Linked DNA regions of Mus musculus: region 1 is linked to region 2. A link is a contact called in public targeted proximity ligation data. All regions are on one chromosome and are shown on one strand. The core of a region is the stretch at or near the end of the contact, and the rest is flanking DNA. Distances in the headings are between cores, read along the strand shown. Region 1 overlaps Tjp2 (tight junction protein 2). Region 2 holds the start of Fam189a2 (family with sequence similarity 189, member A2).

The links.
Region 1: a targeted proximity ligation map of extraembryonic endoderm stem cells shows a contact between it and region 2. A contact is called at or near these places in 1 of 484 Hi-C or Micro-C datasets (cortical neurons), 3 of 130 datasets of targeted methods (bone marrow-derived macrophages, extraembryonic endoderm stem cells and pancreatic cancer cells) and 3 of 9 other capture datasets (adipose tissue, liver and pancreatic islet).

What each region holds. Positions count from the first base shown.
Region 1 is chr19:24,178,455-24,184,605 of GRCm38.p6, reverse strand. All of the region lies in intron 2 of Tjp2 (tight junction protein 2), which reads left to right. Among named protein-coding and RNA genes, the nearest start is that of Tjp2, 43 kb to the left of the region's middle.
Region 2 is chr19:24,026,726-24,032,344 of GRCm38.p6, reverse strand. Fam189a2 (family with sequence similarity 189, member A2) reads left to right here and starts at 1,326. Exons shown (of 11, transcript NM_001114174.1): 1 at 1,326-1,797. The coding sequence starts at 1,408.

The sequences.
Region 1 (6,151 bases), core at 2,731-5,230, 150 kb before region 2:
TGGGAATAGGGGTCGTCAGGCTTGGCTACAGGACAAGCTTTGCCCACTGAGGCATCTTGGCAGGCCTCTTTCCCAGATTCTTAAACTGCCTAGGCCAAAGCCGAATCTGAACTGCAGAATCAATTCTTTTGTCACTTTTTTTTTTTTTTTCTTGGAGACAGGGTTTCTCTGTATCGCCCTGGCTGACCTGGAACTCACTGTGTAGACCAGGCTGTCCTCGAACTCAGAAATCCACCTGTCACTGCCTCCTAAGTGCTGGGATTAAAGGTGTGCGCTACCACCGCCTGGCTTCTTTTGTCAATTTTGAGGTCAACTGAACTCATCATACTCAGAAATATTACTGATCCTTAACACCAAGCGGTGCATGCTGGGATTGGGATATTTCCGGCGGGGAGGCGGAGGAGGAGGCGGTGGAAAGGTATCCTCTGCTAAGAAGTTATCCCTGTGAGTCTGACTACTTGGTACTTACAACATCTTTTCATCACAGCGATAGCATTCATGGTGATGCATTGCCAGTGATAACAATGTAGCTCAGAAGAGGGAGACGTGGCTAATCGGCTCCTTTGCTTTCTTTGGCGGCGACCTTTCTATTGTGCTCCTTCGACTGAACTTTCTCTAGCCAGACCACCCAGGGCTCCGGGCCTTTTCATACTGGTCCTATGTTCCAGAATGGTTTATTTATTAGACTCTATTAACTGTATCTATAACTTAGATCTCTACTCTGGGCAGTGCTTGCTGGTATCCACTCAAGCGGCGCTTCCTACTTGAGGCAGAGAAAGGAATCGGGGCAGGACGCCAGCCATGCCCATCTGTAAATGTGGAGGACTGAGGCAGGAAGAAGATCACAAGTTGTAAGCCAGGCTGGGTGCTTGTGTTCCAAACACAAAGCAAAAGAAGGAGGAAAGGGGAAGGGAAAGGAAGGGGGGAGGGAGGGAGGGAGGGAGGAAGGGAGGGAAGGAAGGAAGGAAGGAAGGAAGGAAGGAAGGAAGGAAGGAAGGAAGGACGGACGGAGGAGGAAAGGTCCAGGTCCAGCGAGAAGATTCTGGAACATGAATGACTGGGGCAGAGAATCAGAAGCCACAGCCACAAAGAAATCCAAGCGTGATTGCGGGCAGTGAGCTTGCCCGTGAGGTTGGAGAAGATGGGGTGGCCTCATGCGGACCTTGGAGGTTGTTTTGGATCTGGCTGCTGTAGCAAGCTACTGTGCACTGGAGGTAGGGGACTCAAGGCTCAGATGTTTCTCAGTCCTGGAGATGAGGCAGTCCAAGATCAGCATGCTGGATAATTCTGTTCTTTTAAATTTTTTTAATGTAATTTTATTAGTTTGTGTTTTTACCTGCATGTGTGCAGTGAATGCCCTTGAAGGCTAGAGAAGGGTGCTCTGGAGTTGCAGGGGTTGGGAGCTGCCATGTGGGTGCTGGGGACTGAACCCAGGTCCCTTTTAAGAGCAACCAGTGTTCTTAACTGCTGAGCCGTCCTTCCAGTCTCCCTAGATTCATTTCTTGATGAAGACCCTCTCTGTTTTGGCTGGCTGGAAGAGACTTCCTTTTGTTTGTTTGTTTTGTTTTGTTTTTCGAGACAGGGTTTCTCTGTGTAGCCCTGGCTGTCCTGGAACTCACTCTGTAGACCAGGCTGGCCTCGAACTCAGAAATTCGCCTGTCTCTGCCTCCCAAGTGCTGGGATTAAAGGTGTGCACCACCATGCCTGGTGAGACTTCATTTTTTAACATAGCATTTCCTCAGGATGAGGTGGGTAGGGGCAAAATGCCAATGAGTCCACTCATCCCATTATGAGGATACCACTTTATTTATTTATTTATTTATTTATTTTGCATGTCCATGTGTGAATTTGTATGTGTATGATGTATGCAGACGTGTGTGTGTGTGTGTGTGTGTGTGTGTGTGTGTGTGTGTGTGTGTGGTGTAGGGACAGAGGTTGATGTCAGGTTTCCTCCTGGATTACTTTCTACCTTATTTACTGAGCTGTTTCTTACTGGGCTCACAGCTTGCTGACTTTGCCTAGTTAGCTAGCTTGTCCGGGCATCCCCTCCTCACGTCTGTGCCGGGATTGACACGTACGTGGGTACCAGGGCTCTGTCTTTCTGCTTGTGTGGCAGGCACTTTATCCAGGGAGCCACCTCGTCAGCTCCCAAGGGTCCCACTTCTAAATCTAAGTTTAGACTGGTGACTTTATGAGTGCTTGGTGACCTCTCAGGTCTTTAAACAAGAAAACCAGCAGGATCTCCCTTTCCCAAGACAAAGATCCTCTTGGCTTCCAGGGGAACTGGAGGGGAGGGGAGACAGTGAGGCTGGGTCCAGGGCAGGCACCGAAGAGGCAGGTTTCGAGATATTCCACAATAAAAACACGTAATCTCAAAAATAAAAATAAAAGATGATCTCATAATGTTTTCCCTTTTGATTGTTATTAATTCCCAAAGTATTTTTGGAAACTCACTTCCGTAAAACTGTCTGTGGGTGATTCCCATCTTTACTCGTTTGATGATATTTTTGGAGTTTCTTCAACATGTTATTTATTTATTTAAATGTTCTTCAACATGCTTGCTTGCTTGCTTTCTCTCTCTCTCCCTCCCTCTCCCCTCTTTCTTTCTCTCTCTCTCTCTCTCTCTCTCTCTCTTTCTTTCTCTCTCTCTCTCTCTCTCTCTCTCTCTCTCTCTCTCTCTCTCTTTCTTTCTTTCTTTCTTTCTTTCTTTCTTTGCTCTGTCTGTGTCAACGCCTGTAAAGGGCATCAGATCCCATTACAGATGGTTGTGAGCCACCGTGTGGTTGCTGGGAATTGAACTCAGGACCCCTGGAAGAGCAGCCAGTGCTAGTTAACTGCTGAGCTGCCTCTCCAGCTCTCTCTCTCTTAAGTTTAAAAAAGAATGTATTCATCTTAGTTTATGCATATGAGTGTTTTGCCTACATGTATGTATCTAAGTGTACTACTATGTGCCCGTCTTTGGGGGGCAGAAGAGGGTATCAGGTCCACTGCAGTTCTGGATGGTTGTGAGTTGCCATGTGGGTTGTGGGAGTTGAACTTAGGTCCTCTACAGGAGCACCAAGTACTATTCATCACTGAGACATCTCTCTAGCCCATAGACAGAAGTTTTCACCGCTTAATAGATAATATGCTTTATTTTTAGACACTAGGAGTAATTTTTTTAAATCACAAGGTTTGGGGGCTCAGCAGTTAAAAGCATGTATTACTCTTAACAGAGGATATATCAGAGGGCTCACTGCCACATTTAACTTCAGCCCCAGGGGATCTGATGCCCTTTTCTGGCCTCTGAGGGCACTGCATTCATGTCTGTTGTCTCTCTGTCCGGCTCTCTCTGTCTGTCTCTCTGCCTCTCTTGTCTTTCTGTCTCTGTCTCTCTCTGTCTCTCTCTCTCACACACAGAATAAAAATAAAATCTATAAAATCTGAAAAGTTTTGAGTTTCTTTTTAACTCTAGTCATGATATATAAGCTGAAGTCCTACTGAGCATATTTTCTAACAGGTGTGAAATCACAACAGACTACATCAATTAAAATATAACCAACAAGTATTTTCCAGCCATATACCGTGTAATTTTTTGTTGAATTTAGGCCATTATGTATGACATAACGGCTTCACTTTGGGAATTAGATCGTCTCCCTTCCTCTGGCTTTCTCTTGGTATTTATCATGGATTATAATTTTTTAGTTTGTTTACTTTCTTGATTCTCCATCTCTATTTTTAAATTTCTAGCTCGTGTGCAAAAAAACTGGATTTCATTGACACACACACACACACATGTTATATCTTGCTCATATTTGCAGAAATACGGGGTTACTTCATGATTCTTTGTGCTGGGGTTGTGCCCATCTCTGTTCATCTCTGACGTTGATTCGAATGAGGACCTCAAAGTTCTAACGCCTGAGGATGTAGCTCAGGTCGGGTATATGTCTGTTAGGAATGTGCTTGTGAGGCCCCAGGTTCTGTCTCTAGCACCGTGGAGATGGGAGAGGAGGAAATAAGTCATTATTCTATCAGGGCGGACAGGTTAGGCAAGAACTACAAGTTCCACTGTTCAAGTAAACAGTTCTTTAGGAATGTAGGATTTAGAAAGCTAGATAGCCAATCACCTGTCTCCATTCTCCACAAAAGAAAACAAAATGAATCAAAGATGGGTAGTTTAACCACTGTTTCGAGTAAAAGGACCAATATGTGACAGCTAACAAGGAATGAGTAAAGTGGAGATGCCCCACCCCACTCCCAAGTAACTTTAGGGGATGGGGAGTGCAGCAGGGTGGCGCAGTAGAATCTGTCCTGAAAGGCTAGTGTTTGGAGTGAGGAGGGTGCAGAAGCCAGGAGAGAAGATGTGTTCCCCAGGGAGGGAAGAGAGGTTTGCCATTCTCTTGAGAAGTGTCAGGGATCATATGGGGCTTTAGTTGCTGCTTGGGCAATTCTTTTGACTCTGTCATTTGTCATCTTTTGTGTGTTTATCTTTCTCTTCATCATACTGTAGGCAGCTTTCTGTTATAAGTTGTCCTTATCTCTCTCTGCCTACCCTAGGGGATAGGGTAGGCATTTAAAAAATGTTTGTGGGAGGGGTGGGTCTGTATGATTCCAATCTGCCTTAGGTGCAGAGAGCAGCCTAGAGACTTTTCAGTGTGAGTTTACATTGTTTCCAACTGAAGAAACTAGGTAACCATGTTGTAAGTATATACACACATAGATACATATGTATATAAATATATTCTCTGTATGTGTGTGTGGTACAGAATATCTCTGCATATAGATCTCAAATCTTAACTTACTTTTTCTTTCATTACTGGGCTAGATGCTGATACAAACTAGGCAAGCACTTTAACCCCACCTCACCCCCCTTTTTCTGTTTAGGTTTTCCTAGAACTGGCTGTATAGTTCAGGCCGACTTTGAACTGGAGACTTTTCTACTTCAGCTAGTATGATCTGGTTTCTTTCTTAGAACCCTCTCTCTCTGCTGGTGAGAAAAATCTTAACATTCCATAGGAAATCTGACTAAGTGCATTAAGTTTGTTATGTTTGTTTGAGTTATTTTATTTTATTTTATTTATTTATTTGAGATGGGGTCTTACTTTGTAGCCCTGTCTGACTTGAAGCTCACCATGGAGACCAGGCTGTCCTGCAACTCAAGAGATCCATTCTACTTCCAGTGTGCTGACACAGATTTATTTTAACTAATCTATTTCAGAGACTTAATAAGTCATAATTTACAAACTACAGAAGCATTGTCTGTAATTAAAAAAAAAAGATTTATTTATTGTTATGAATAAGTATGCTGTAGTTGTCTTTAGACACACCAGAAGAGAGCATCAGATCTCATTACGGATGGTTGTGAGCCACCATGTGGTTGTGGGATTTGAACTCAGGACCTCTGGAAGAGCAGTCAGTGCTCTTACCTGCTGAGCCATCTCGCCAGCCCCCATTGACTGTAATTTTAAGAGGAAAACTCTATTCATAATGCTGTCATCAAAACATTTTCCAAGTATACTTTCTTTTTCTTACATATTTTTCATGCTTTATTAATGTGATCATAGGTTAGATAAAACTTGTGTTCATTCTCATTGACAGATTTTTGTTTGTTTGTTTCTCAAGACATAGTTTCCCTGTGTAGCCCTGGCTGTTCTGGAATTCACTCTGTAGACCAGCCTGGCCTCAAACTCACAGAAATCTGCCTGCCTCTGCCTCTTGAACGCTGGGATTAAAGGCCTGCATCACCCTTGCCCGGCCCCTTGACAGTTTATTAACATTGTCATTATTATTCTTGCTATATAAATTTTCTCATATTGTAGTTAACCCTTCTGTACTGGCTAGTTTTGTGTCAACTTGACACAGCTGGAGTTATCACAGAGAAAGGAGCTTCAGTTGAGGAAATGCCTCCATGAGATCCAGCTGTAAGGCATTTTCTCAATTAGTGATCAAGGGGGAAAGGCCCCTTGTGGGTGGGACCATCCCTGGGCTGGTAGTCTTGGGTTCTATAAGAGAGCAGGCTGAGCAAGCCAGGGGAAGCAAGCCAGTAAGTAACATTCCTCCATGGCCTCTGCATCAGCTCCTGCTTCCTGACCTGCTTGAGTTCCAGTCCTGACTTCCTGGGTGATGAACAGCAATGTGGAAGTGTAAGCTGAATAAACCCTTTCCTCCCCAA
Region 2 (5,619 bases), core at 77-2,576:
AGTAGACACACTGTATTGCAGGGTGTCATCCAGCCTTAAGAATTAAATACTTTTAAGCTTGTGTTTAAAATAAAAGTTATAATCACAGCACTGAAGGGATGAAACTCGTCTTCACCTGCAATTTAAGAGCATCTATTGTAGGTTTTGTTCTTAAGTACACGGGACATCAGATTTTCAGTGTTCATTTAAAAACAAAACAAAAGCCAAACTACACCCTGCCCCCAACCTTGACATTTATTCCTGGGAGCAGTCAGAAAAGAAGTCACAGGTACTATTAAACATGGTGGTTTAATGATTTTAAAAGTGTGTATGTAAACACCCGCACATGTCTAATACATCACATTGTGGGACATAATGTTCAGCATCAATACAGCCTTCGCAAGCAGAACACACGGCCAAACCTGCTTTTCTCTTTTTACTCAACAGGAGGGCATTAGATTCCTTCACCTTTCCAATAAGCCAAGCTTTCAAGGGCTACAACTGGCTGCAAACCGACACTGCTCTTGTCCTTACCTGGAAAAGAAGTTCATGATCACCCTCTTACCTATGATACATGAGCCGTCTAGACATTCTATTAGGGGAAACTTTTGTGCAAAGGCGAATAATTGCTTTTTTTCCCCTCAAAGTTCGATACATATATTATAAATTACCAAGGCAGATTAAGATTTCATTAGACCATTTCCTGCGAAGTTTGGGAGCCTGTGTTCTATCATGTGATGCCAATTAGCTCCCGGTCAAAGCTAAAAGGATGGAGCTTGTGACCCCTGCCAACTGCACAGGGCCGCCCTGGGCTCTTCCATTGTGATTGCTGACTAGTGTCTCCCAAGGTAACCTGGCCTGGCCACTATTGTTCCCACTCTGGTGCTGGGAAAGCACTCTGTTCCCTCCCGGCAGAGCTGCACCGACAGAGCCGGGAACTCTCCATAGAAGCCATAGATGCAGATTGCATTCCCGGGCGGTAACGTCCAGTGAGTGTCCTCTTTCCGGGCTAGGACCTTTTCCCGTCGGGTCGCCCACAGCCCCTCCTCCGGGCGTGGTGGAGGAGGAGAACCACAAGGGACTCCTTTCCTATTTAAAGGTTGCCAGCTCAAGGGACCTGGGTCCACCACGGGTCCCTTGGCGCCGCGGTTGCAGACAGACTCTGACAACGGTTGAGCCGCTAGCTGCATGGTTCCCGCCGTCCCTGGACACTTTTCCCGGTGACCCCAAGGCAACGGCGCACTTGTCACCGTGGGTGACCGAGAGGGGACGGCGGGGGGCGGGCCCCGCGGGGCACGTGGGCGCGGCCGGCGCTGGCCGCGGCAGCAAGTGGTTGGGCCGTGCGCAGTCCGTCCTGCGCGGCGCCGGCGCGGGTGCCCGGTGCGCGGCGCCCTCCGCTCGGCTGCGCCGCCCGCCCGCCGCGCGCCCATGTCTCTGCCGGTGGTGCTCCCGGGCTCCTGCTGCCCGGTGGCGGGGCTGTCGGGCGGACCTCAGGCCGGGGGTCCTGGCGCCGCCACCGCCGCCGCCGCTCAGGAGCCGCCGCTGCCCCCGCTGCGGCCGCGCTGGCCCCGGGGTGCTCTGCAGCCTCCAGCCCGGCCCCGCTGCGCCCCCGCCGCCGTGCTGGCCCCGCCGCCGGCGCTCGCGTCCCGCCGCCCCGCCGCGCCAGGCTCCGCGCTGCTGCCCGCGCGCCCGCTGCTGTCGCTCGGGCTCCTGCAGCTGATCCTGGGCTGCTGCATGGTGGCGCTCAGCTTCGGGGCGCTGTCGCTGAGCAGCTCGCCGCAGGTGAAGAACTCGTGCCCATTCTGGGCTGGCTCCTCGGTGAGTACCGAGAGTACCTCTCTGCGGGGCCCACCCTCGCGGCAGTGTGTTGTGGACGGTCCCTTCCATTGTTTTTGTTTGACCTCTATTGGGGGAGCGGGGACCCTAAAGCCACCTGAAGTGTAGGCGACAATAAGTGGGGGTGGGGTGTGGGAGGTTAGTGTCGGGAGACAGTCAAGTTGAAGGGAGAATTGGATTGCACCTGGCCAGTGTCTGTCCCTTACACGTTAAGGATTTTGTTTCCGTCAAGTTAACATTAAGCACGGTATCAAGCTCCTGAGAGACTCACATGAGGATGGGCGAAAAAGAATTTGAAACTTTTTGTGGCCACTGAATACTGCATTGGCAAAGCAAACTCCGGGAGGACAGGGGTTTTGATAGGTTTTCCTCACTGACACATCAACAGTACCCGTACAGGGTGGGGTACTTCTGGAATGGACAGAGTGACAGAGTGAAGGGGGGAGGGTTGGTTGACTTGTTTTTATTCTTCATTAAGACAAGGATAAATGAAAGATTATCTGGAGTTGGATGACTGAACCCTGAGGAGCTCCGAGGTAATAGGAGGTTGCCTGTGACTGATGACTTATACCTGGTCATTAAAGAAGGGCTCAGACCCTGGGTGGGTTCCTGGAGTCACCAAAGCTGCTCTGCAGAAGTGGATGCTCAAGAAACAGAACCTGTCATTACGGATGCACACCCCAGAACTCCAGAAGTTGGCGCAGCTAGCTGGGGATGTCTGTCCTACCCTGGCGCCTGGCCCCGCCTCCTTGGCCAATGGGGCATAGGGAAGCCCGGCCTCTGAGAAAAGTGGTTGCCAGTGAGCAAGCATTTGTAGACTGGATGGATGGCTACTCATCCCTGCCTCCGAACGGTGTCACAACTTTTAAGGCATCCATAACCCCTTGAGGTTTGCCAGGGGCCTGGAGACTTGGAAGCAGGTCCTTGTGCAAGGACTGTGGAGGATGAGAACGGCAAATGACCTTTCTATAAAAGCCCTACAGTGTCTATAGCTTTTTCTATGATCTTCAGTGAGCCCACAGTTTGTGCTCTACTGGTTAAAACATACCCAGAGTCAAGACCAATTTTTTTTTTTATTAAAGTACGAGAACATATTGAACCTAGTGTAATTGTTCAAGTGGGAACATTAAGAACATAACGTTTTTCTGGCCTAACCCAGAATTTTGTAGTACCTGGTATCAATCTCTACTTCCTCTAAAGACCTTTGCTAAATGGTTCTGTTGGGACCTCAATCCTATTGTGCTATAGAAAGTGAAGTCCAGAACTTAAGTATTAGGTAAAGAGAGTTCCACTCTATTGTTCTGACCCTGAACTCTGCTGCTATCTTTGTGAGCATTCTGGAATACTCTGAAGTGTAGGGTGTCGATTGAGAATAGTGCCTCCCCTGCCTCCTGCCAGGCTTGTCATTCAAATGGCTGCTGCATTTCTTAAGTACCCCGGGTTAGAATCTTGTTTGTATTTTATGGATTTACTTTTTGTAAAATCATAATCCATGTTCTCTCAAGATAGCTAGTTTATTAAAAAAAAATGTTTGTGGGAGGTGCTAGGGAGATGACCCACTCAGTAAAATGTGTGCTGTGTAAATGTGGGGGCCTGGGTGTGGATCCCTGGAACCCACCCAAACAGCTGGGTTTGGGGAGAGGGGTGCCTGGACCCCAGTGCCTGGGGTGGGGTCGGAAGAAGATGGATGCAGTGGATCTTTGAAGTTCATTGGCTAGTCAGGCTAACCAAACGGATAAGACACCCAGTCTCTAAAAATAAGATAAGGTGGAGAGCGTACCCAGTGTCGTTCTCTGCCACCACATACATACAGACATACTAAAAACTATTCACACAACACACACACACACACACACACACACACACACACACACACACACACACAATGTATTTGCTTTTCTCTAAAATTAAAGTCTGAAATTGGTTTGCAATTGTGGATTCTTTCCAAGGTAAGTAAATACACTTAGATGTCAATGAAGCCACAGTGGGATTTGATGAGAAGGAAAGCAAAGCTCACGAACCGGAATACGCAGGCAGGATGGTAAACTGGAATGCGCAGGATGGTACCTGGGCTTGCCACTGGCTGGCCTTGCCCTCAGGCACAAGCCAATCAGACCCAAGAAGGAATCTAGGATTTGGACTTGAATGGGTCACTTCTGTAAGCCATAGTCTATCCTATGCTTATGTCCCCAGGTCAGTACTCAGACCTGGAACTGCCGTTCATTCTTTGTGTATGTGTGACCTGTTCCTAAGGTCAACTTCAGAACTTGCAGGTCGTCAACAGGACCAGTGAATATTAACTGCATCTTCAGAACAGCAGAGTGTAAGGGTTTAAGCAGCTGTCAGTAGATACCATCCATTCTCTTGGTGTTTTAGGAAGAAAAATACCACACTTGTACTGTGTTTTAAACTCATGTAGGTGAGAGAGCTCTATTTAAAAGCAATCCTGTATTAGGAGAAGCAGTAGGCTTATACAGACAGTGTATAACACAACCACAGCCCCCCTCCCCAGCCTCTGGAATGGTGGTCTCATCTGCACCCCTCCTAGGCTCAGCCACTGGTCCCATGTGTCCTGATAGACCCCAGAGCAAGGAATGTCACGCAGGAATTAAGTCCTTTGTGCTCCTGGTCCATTTGGCAGATTAAAATAGCCATGTTATTTTGAAAATCTCAGTATTACATCATTGTACTTTCATGTATAAAAATTTCAGTGTGTGTATTAAAAGAGGGAGAGAGAGAGGGGGAGAGAGAGAGACAGTCAGACAGACAGACAGAGACAGAGAAACAGAGATTAAGAGATTTCATAAAAGTGATCCTTCTACTTTTAACATTTCATTATGAAAAAAAAATTGAAGTTTTAATGAATGTAGAAAGGAGAATGTAATGACCCTGTGTGTTGACCCATCGTCAGCCTCGGGAGCTAGAACATCTGAATATCTGACACTACTCCCCGCCTCAACACACTGAGTTATTCTAAGAGAAATTACAAATGTGCAACTTCAGCATTTCACACTTGTGTGTACATTTCAAAGAAGGGGCCTAATGGCACAATACAACCAACTCAGATGGCTGAAGGAAGGTTTTTATGAAAAATGATGAAAATTTTTGACTTGAGGACTGGAGAAATGGAAACAACTCAATGACCCAGCTTTATTGAGCTGTAGCCTGCATGCCTGACAGGTTACCATGTCACCAGAATTGTCTGGGAGTTTCCAGTGAGTTCACTGGGGCACAGCCACCACCAAAATGGGTTTTAGGAAATTCTTTCTCATCACCCCCAGATCTTTCTCTCCCCATCCTCACCCCTCTGTCCAGATACCACTGACTTCCTTACTTTCTGGCCCTGTAGATTACTTCTACTCTGGACAGTTTATATACATACATATATATTCATATATATGTCTATACATACATACACACACACACACACACACACACACACACACTCACGGGGTCATTATAACAACGTAAGGTCTTTCAGGACTGAATAACTTCTTTTTTTTTTTTTAAAGATTTATTTATTATATGTAAGTACACTGTAGCTGTCTTCAGACACACCAGAAGAGGGTGTCAGATCTCATTACAGATGGTTGTGAGCCACCATGTGGTTGCTGGGAAGTGAACGAAGGACCTTCGGAAGAGCAGTTGGTGCTCTTAATCACTGAGCCATCTCTCCAGCCCCCAGAATAACTTCTTTTGATTAGAATATTTACAAGGCTCGTCCAGTTTAGCAGCACCTCGTTCCTGATCATTGTGAAGTGTTTGAGGCTCACTTGGGCTCTATTATCAGATGCTGTCTCAGAA